2 separate regions of the Oryctolagus cuniculus genome follow, and region 1 is linked to region 2. The links are chromatin contacts, called in public Micro-C maps. All regions are on one chromosome and are shown on one strand. The core of a region is the stretch at or near the end of the contact, and the rest is flanking DNA. Distances in the headings are between cores, read along the strand shown.

Region 1 (3,235 bases), core at 571-3,070, 100 kb before region 2:
AGCGAATCTTGCCACACAGCTAAAGCTACTTGCTAAACTCTAAAAAACAAAGACTAGATCTGAGGTAGTCATCCTGCTGCAAGTTTCATAATGAGCTAAAAATACAGACGAGAAAAACAATGATCTCAGCAAGGTAATTGCCAATCGGTGAACAAGTGAAGCAGACAGAATATGAACAGCAATTTGGCAGTCCTCCTGGAGGCGGGGATGAGCTCCTGTGGCTAATGCCAGTGTGGCACCAGCCGCAGTTACAGTCCAGCGCGACTGACTGAAACTGCTTGTCCCACTACTCCTGACACTCGGCCTAAGGCATTCTTGGGGGTGGGGGAGAAGACAGGAGAAGGGTGATGAGCTGAGCCGACAGGGATGGGTACCTTTTCCCGCAAAGCTTCAAATATCCCCTGTTGATCTTTCTTCACTAACATTTTTTCCTATGTGGATTTCATGCACCAGTGGCAATCAATGTCCAAGAAGGCATGAAAATTCATTTCTGTCTGGGCTCGGCCAGGATCTCTGGGCTGCCTGCATGTTGTTTTATTTTAAGAAAGCACTTGCGTTTTAGCTGGGAAGCGTATTTTGAGCACCATCTTCCAGAACGGCTTAGTGCAGGCTGGAGGCAAGGAGGTAGCAGGATGAAATGAAAGCCCTGGAGGTGTCTTTCCTCAGCTCTGCTGCTGAGAAAATCATTTGGGGATCAAGTCCCTTCAGCAGAGTTTGCTCTTCCTCTGCACAGTGAGGGTGCTAATAGCTGCTGCCTCCATGACTCGCAGGGATTGCGAATGGACCAGGCTACAAGGAAAACCACGCAGGTACAGGGCCCTGGGTTGCAAAGGTTTGCTCCTACAGAAAGGTTTTGGATAAAGCCAGGAAAGAACACTACCACATTTTTTCTTGGCTTTTTATAGGGTGTTGATCCAAGGATCTGTTTTTACATTTGAATGCAGCAGTCAACTGTAGCATAATAGATTGCAGACCTTTGTGAAAACTCACTGTGAAGGCTTCGGCAAAGAACTGGGGGCCGGCTGGCTGCACAGAACTGCACCGTCAGCAGGTTAGGAACTGGGCACTTGTCCATGTTTTCCTTTTTTTTTTTTTTTTTAAAGGAGTCATTGACCTTCCACAGGCCTGTATCAAAATGGGGGGAAGAAAAATGCTGCCAGACACTGTGGGGTTGGAAGAGACCTCTTTCAGAAGGCTGGAAAGGGCTTCATTTGGTCTATTTACTGTCATGGAAATTCTGAGTGTGACTTAGAGGCCTTCCTGGCTCTGAGCCAGGGGGAAAGGTTTGGAAAAAAGAAAGAGAGAGAGAGAGATTTCAACTGGGGGAGGGAGTAGGGTGGGAAAGCAGCTGCCCTGGCACAGCCCCCAGAGGGCTGCAAAGGGCCCCAGTGCCTACTATACAAAGGCAGATTTGGGAGTCCCTGCAAGTGTGGATGAGAGTGACAGCCAATGTCACTGTTCCAGGGTGGCCAGGCTTGATAAACACGCTGGGAACTTAGAAGTTGTTCTCCATGTGGTAGACCTCAGTCAATTTTCCATTCATTCATTCACTCTGCAGGTAGCCCTTAAGGGCCTACTGTGCTTGTGACACACCATGCTGGGCATTGAGTGTACAGATATACCCAGTACAGTCCCTGCCTTCGTGTGATAGGAAGAGCTCTGGTACAAATGGCAGCTAAGCTGCAATGGTCAGGCGGACAGGAGCTGCCCCAGGAGGGTGAGAAGACCAGTCTCAGGTCTTCCCTGCATGTGCCCTCTCCAGGGCACCTCAATTCATTTCAGCTGTCATGGCTGGAATTCCTGGCAACTGTGCAAAGAGCATGGTCCCTTCAGACTCCCAGTGAGTTGGTGCCCTCCCAGGTTCAGACACTGACTCCTCAAGTGCCAAGGATGTAGGAGCAAAACATTGTCCCCTCTCCCAGGGGTCTGCATGTAGGGAGGATTCTCAGCTCTGCTCCAGGCAAGATTCCCCTGGTGGAGGCAGGAAGGGTAGGAAGTGTTGGAGGGGCAGAAGACTGCCTTCCTAGAAACACAGATGTCACTCTGGGCGGGCAGCTTGCCTGCCCTGGGCTTTAGGCTGTTCTGGAACTGAAAGGGGGTTGGAAACCATCTGGCAGAGTAGGAAACAGAAAGCCCATGGCGAGCAGCCACCGTAGCCTTGCTTTCCCGGTTGGCCTTCCTAAGCTCCCCACAAGCAGGGACTTGTTTTCTGCTAAGCTCTCCAGGAGGCTACAGAGGGGGCTGAGGTGAACTTGTGCGTGCGTTTTCACAGCCTAAGGAGAAATGGCACATGTTGGGGGGTGGGGGAGTCGGGGAGATAAAGAGGTCAGAGAAAAGATGCAAAGCAAACACAGTGAGAACACTGCGCTGAGAACGAGAAACGCTCGCTCTGGCAGGCCTCCAGGGCTGCCACTATTATTTTTTTTTCTGGTTGAAAATCACAGGGTTGAAGATGAAGAATACCTTCAGAGATGGGGGAGGGGCGGGGCCTGGCTCCTTGGAAGGCTTATTAACACCAGGCAAACAGGATGGTAATTAATCATCGGGGTGAACTCCAGCCACAGGGATTAACACACAGCTGTATTAATGCTCCCGCCTGGTATCTTTATTTCAGGAACGTCTGAAACTTTGAGGATGTTTTTCTAAACATGATTCCCCCCCCCACCCACCCCCCCCACACTGCCCTCCATAGCTTAAATGAGGCTCCCAAAGTGAAGCCTAGCAACCATATTGTGATGTTTTTAAATTCACAATTTTATTCCAGGGACTCGTCCATCTCATTAACTCTGACTTAACTCCACTCTGGTTGGAGACAAATTGAAATAATTCAAAACATCAGGCAACTTAACATGAGGTTTTATGTACACCAGTATAAATATATATGTTTGTGTGTGTGTGTGTGTGTGTATTTCTCCCAGCTCCTAGACCTTTTTTTTATTGAGCTGCAGTTAATAGAAACAATTCTCATGACAGGAAATCTATTATGTTAAAATATATGCTAAGTCTGGCATTGTCTGGAGTGGTTAGCTTCATGTTGTCTGACAAGAAAAGGTCGACTAAGTAAATGAGGGCAACAATCAAAATCCCAGCCCAAGTTTGTCTAGCTTATGTAGAGAAATACATATTTTTATTACTTTAAAAATTGTTTATTTTTTATTTATTTGAAAGACATGGAAGGAGAAAAAGAGAGAGGGAGGGAGAGGGAGAAGGGGAGAGGGAGAGAGAGAAATTTTCC
Region 2 (3,106 bases), core at 131-2,630:
CCGCGACCGACCCACACGCGCGCCGCCCACCGCTGCGGAGACCGCCCGCGCGGGTCGGCCCGGCACACCCGGTCCGCAGAGCTTTCCGCAGTGACTGCCCGCTGGCCCCGCGGCGCGGACGCCGAGCCCCTGACTCACCATTTTTTTGAGCTCTGGGAGAGGCAGGTCCAGAGCAATAGTTTTAAATGGCAGTTTGCTCTCTGAGGCTGCCTTCCCGGGCAGGGCTCTGAGCTCTCTCCGCACGAATCGGACGGGCTGCCTCAGAGCCGGCCTATGGGGGTGACGAGACTGACCTCGCTCTCGCTAGCCCTTTCGTGACGGACAAGCCGAGGAACTTCCACGGCTGGGAGGGGGGCGAGAGGGAAATGCTCCAACACAAACGCTCGACTGATTGCTGAAATATACCTCAGATTTCTTTACCCACATCCCTTACCCCACTCCCATCTCTGGGCTTTCTCACAGAGCTCGCAATCTCAGTGATGCATAAAGTTCTTCGAGATCCTAAAGGCAAAGCGCTACCCCATTGCCTTCTTTACAGCCAAGCTTGGATTTTGGCTGACAGGAAGCCTAGTCCCTACCCCGGTGGAAAATAACGTTTTAGCTCCCCCTTCCCTCCTCAAGAGATCACGAAATGTTTAGCTCAGTCTTGGTCCCTCTAGCGAGCTCTAGCTCCCAGCAATTTATCTCACTCTGCTTTCCACAGCGCCAGGGACCCAGACGAGGAGGAGTGGCTTACCGCGGGGGCGGCGCTAGTCTTCCAGGTTCGTTTGCATACGACACACCCCCTTCCTCTTATTGGTGGAATAGCGCACACTGTATTCCCTCCCACCCCGCTACCCAACTAACCCGCCATCTCCCTTCGGTTCCGAGCCTCGGAGATAAACTTAACTTGCCCGGAGATTCAAGGCGTCCTCGGCCTTTACGATTGGTCGGCGCGGCGCCCAACCGGGATCTAAAAGCTCATTGGCTGTGTGCTAGCGACCCGGGGGCGTGGCCGGAGCTGTCCGATTGGCGGGAGGGGGCGGTCCCGAAGCGTGGAGGTGGTGAAGGTGGTGGGGCGGCGGGGGCGGGGCCGCACTGAGGAGCTGCGGCGGCGGCGGCGGCGGCAGCAGCGGCAGCGGTGGCGGCTGCTCGTCCTAGCCTGGCGGGGGCGGGGGTCTGGAGGATGGGGGCGGGTGGAACAACGGGCCGGTGAGGAGCAGCCGCCGCCGTGTCAGCCGTCGCTCGGGCAGCCGCCGCAGTGGTCGCCTCGGGCAGCGCCGCTCTCTCGCTGGCCGTCGCCTTCCATCCCGACATCCCGCCGGGAGGAGGCTGAGGCGGCGAGGCACGGCCGGCGACGGCGGCGAGCCGGTCCGGCCCCGCAGCGGCGCGGCTGACGGCAGTGACAGTGCACCCGACCCGCCGCCCACCCTCGCCCTAGCCTTCGACGCCGGCGGCCACGATGAACCGGAGCGGCGGCAGCCCGTCGGCCGCCGCCAACTACCTGCTCTGTACCAACTGCCGGAAAGTGCTGCGGAAGGTACGGCCCGGGCCTGGGGTCCTGCCCCGGAGGGGCTCTTCCTGCCGGCCGGAGCTCGCGCCGCGGGGCCCCGGGGGCGCGCGGGGGCCGAGGCTCCGGGGTCTCCCCTGGCACTGCCCCTTACCCGGAGACGAAAAAGGGGGCGTGGGTTTCGGGCCGCTGCTGTTTTTCATCTCTGTTGGGACAGACGCCAGTCTCGAGGGCTGTTTTTTTTTTTTCTTATTTCTTTTCTCTGTATCTTTTTTCATTCTTCTTTCTGTGTGTGTGTGTGTGTGTGTGTGTTTGTGTGTGTGTGTGTGTGTGTCCGCGCGCACGCGCGCGCCTACCTTCGGTCTGTTTTCCAGCCCGCCTCCCTACCTTGCTTCTCCGGACACTGGGAGGGAGGCACTCGTCGATCCTCCTCCCTGGGCCGTTTGGCTGTCGATGGAGGTCCGGGTGAAATCAGAGCAGCCTGGGCTGGGCTGGAGGAACCCGGCTCCGTCGTGGCTGTGGCTAACTCTCGGGGTGTTGTTTGTTCGGTTGCTTTGCCTTGCCCAGCAGCCCCCTTTCCGTGTTCTTCCGATGGTCCTCCTGTGTCTGTAGTTCACTCATGAAAAGAACCAGTAAAGCATCTTGAACTTAATGCCCCGTGGGAGATGCTTTTCGACCTTACCGGTTCCTCGGCTGGGGGAGGAGGAGGGGTGGATGTGGTTATCCCTGCCTAGCACCCCCTCCCCAGGCTCCATCCGGACGCACCGCCAGCTTATTGCTTCCCAGATTGAGGGATAGAAAGTTTAGTATTGTTTAGCTTACTTGGCTTGCTCTCTCGGGGATGGGGGGGGGGGTGCGTGGGGGCGGGGGTGTGTGAAAAAATGTCTCTTTAGATCGAGAAGAGTTTTTAATCAGATTTTAACAGCCGCCCCTATAATGCTGTCAGATTATTCTTCTCCGAGCTCTTATTTTTGCATTTCATTGAGTGGAAACATCAGGTGAGGTGCTTCTGTTTGTCCAGTTCAAATGAATTAAAATTGCTGAGCTGTGCAAATGCATGGGGACTGAGAGACTGAGATGAATGCGGTACCAGTTTTAGTCGATTTCCCTAAACACAGTTCACTTCAGGATTGTTCTTTACATGTTAAAAAGGAAAAGAAAGAAAGCTCGTAAGTAAGCAAGCTTAAATATTTGCGCTCTTTGTCCAAAAACTGTTTTTCTTCCTCTGTGGGTCAGGCCAAGTGCCAATCAAAGTTGTTTTTCAAGCCTCTTTTCCCTGCAGTAGAGCTGCTGCATTTTTTTCCCCTATTTTATTTGTGAGCATGAGGAAAGCGGAGGGATTGCAGATTTGAAGTTAATCAAACAGCTAAAAATGCCTTAAATTGTGTTTATTGGATATGTTTCTCTTGAAACAGATTTTTATTAAATGTGCATGTTGAATATGTGCAGTTATTTTTTTCCATAAACTCCGGGATCAAATTACAGTTGATACTTGCTCCGCTCATTGTAGGGCAGGCAGCTTGTGAGAAATGTAATGGATCAGAAGTGCAGATCAGCTTAGTTGAATGTTAACTCTTTCACTGCAGGGCCAGATGTCATCTGAATTTATCTTTTTAA

What was found. A called contact is a pair of places that touch in the nucleus more often than the background predicts.
Region 1: a contact with region 2 is called in a Micro-C map of ear pinna, with 2.2 times the contacts expected there. The contact joins the enhancer-like site here to the promoter of SESN3 in region 2. A contact is called at or near these places in 2 of 6 Hi-C or Micro-C datasets (ear pinna and psoas muscle).

The regions. Positions count from the first base shown.
Region 1 is chr1:86,705,471-86,708,705 of mOryCun1.1, reverse strand. All of the region lies in intron 3 of LOC103349689 (a long non-coding RNA gene), which reads right to left. Among named protein-coding and RNA genes, the nearest start is that of SESN3, 100 kb to the right of the region's middle. Within about 2 kb of position 1,820, at least 2 of the 8 cell types and tissues checked have an H3K27ac peak or open chromatin away from gene starts, as enhancers often do. A contact at or near this core is called in ear pinna, where this site is marked.
Region 2 is chr1:86,604,087-86,607,192 of mOryCun1.1, reverse strand. SESN3 (sestrin 3) reads left to right here and starts at 1,380. Exons shown (of 11, transcript XM_008262422.4): 1 at 1,380-1,519. It overlaps LOC103349689 (a long non-coding RNA gene), which reads right to left and starts at 754. Exons shown (of 4, transcript XR_011390185.1): 1 at 139-754.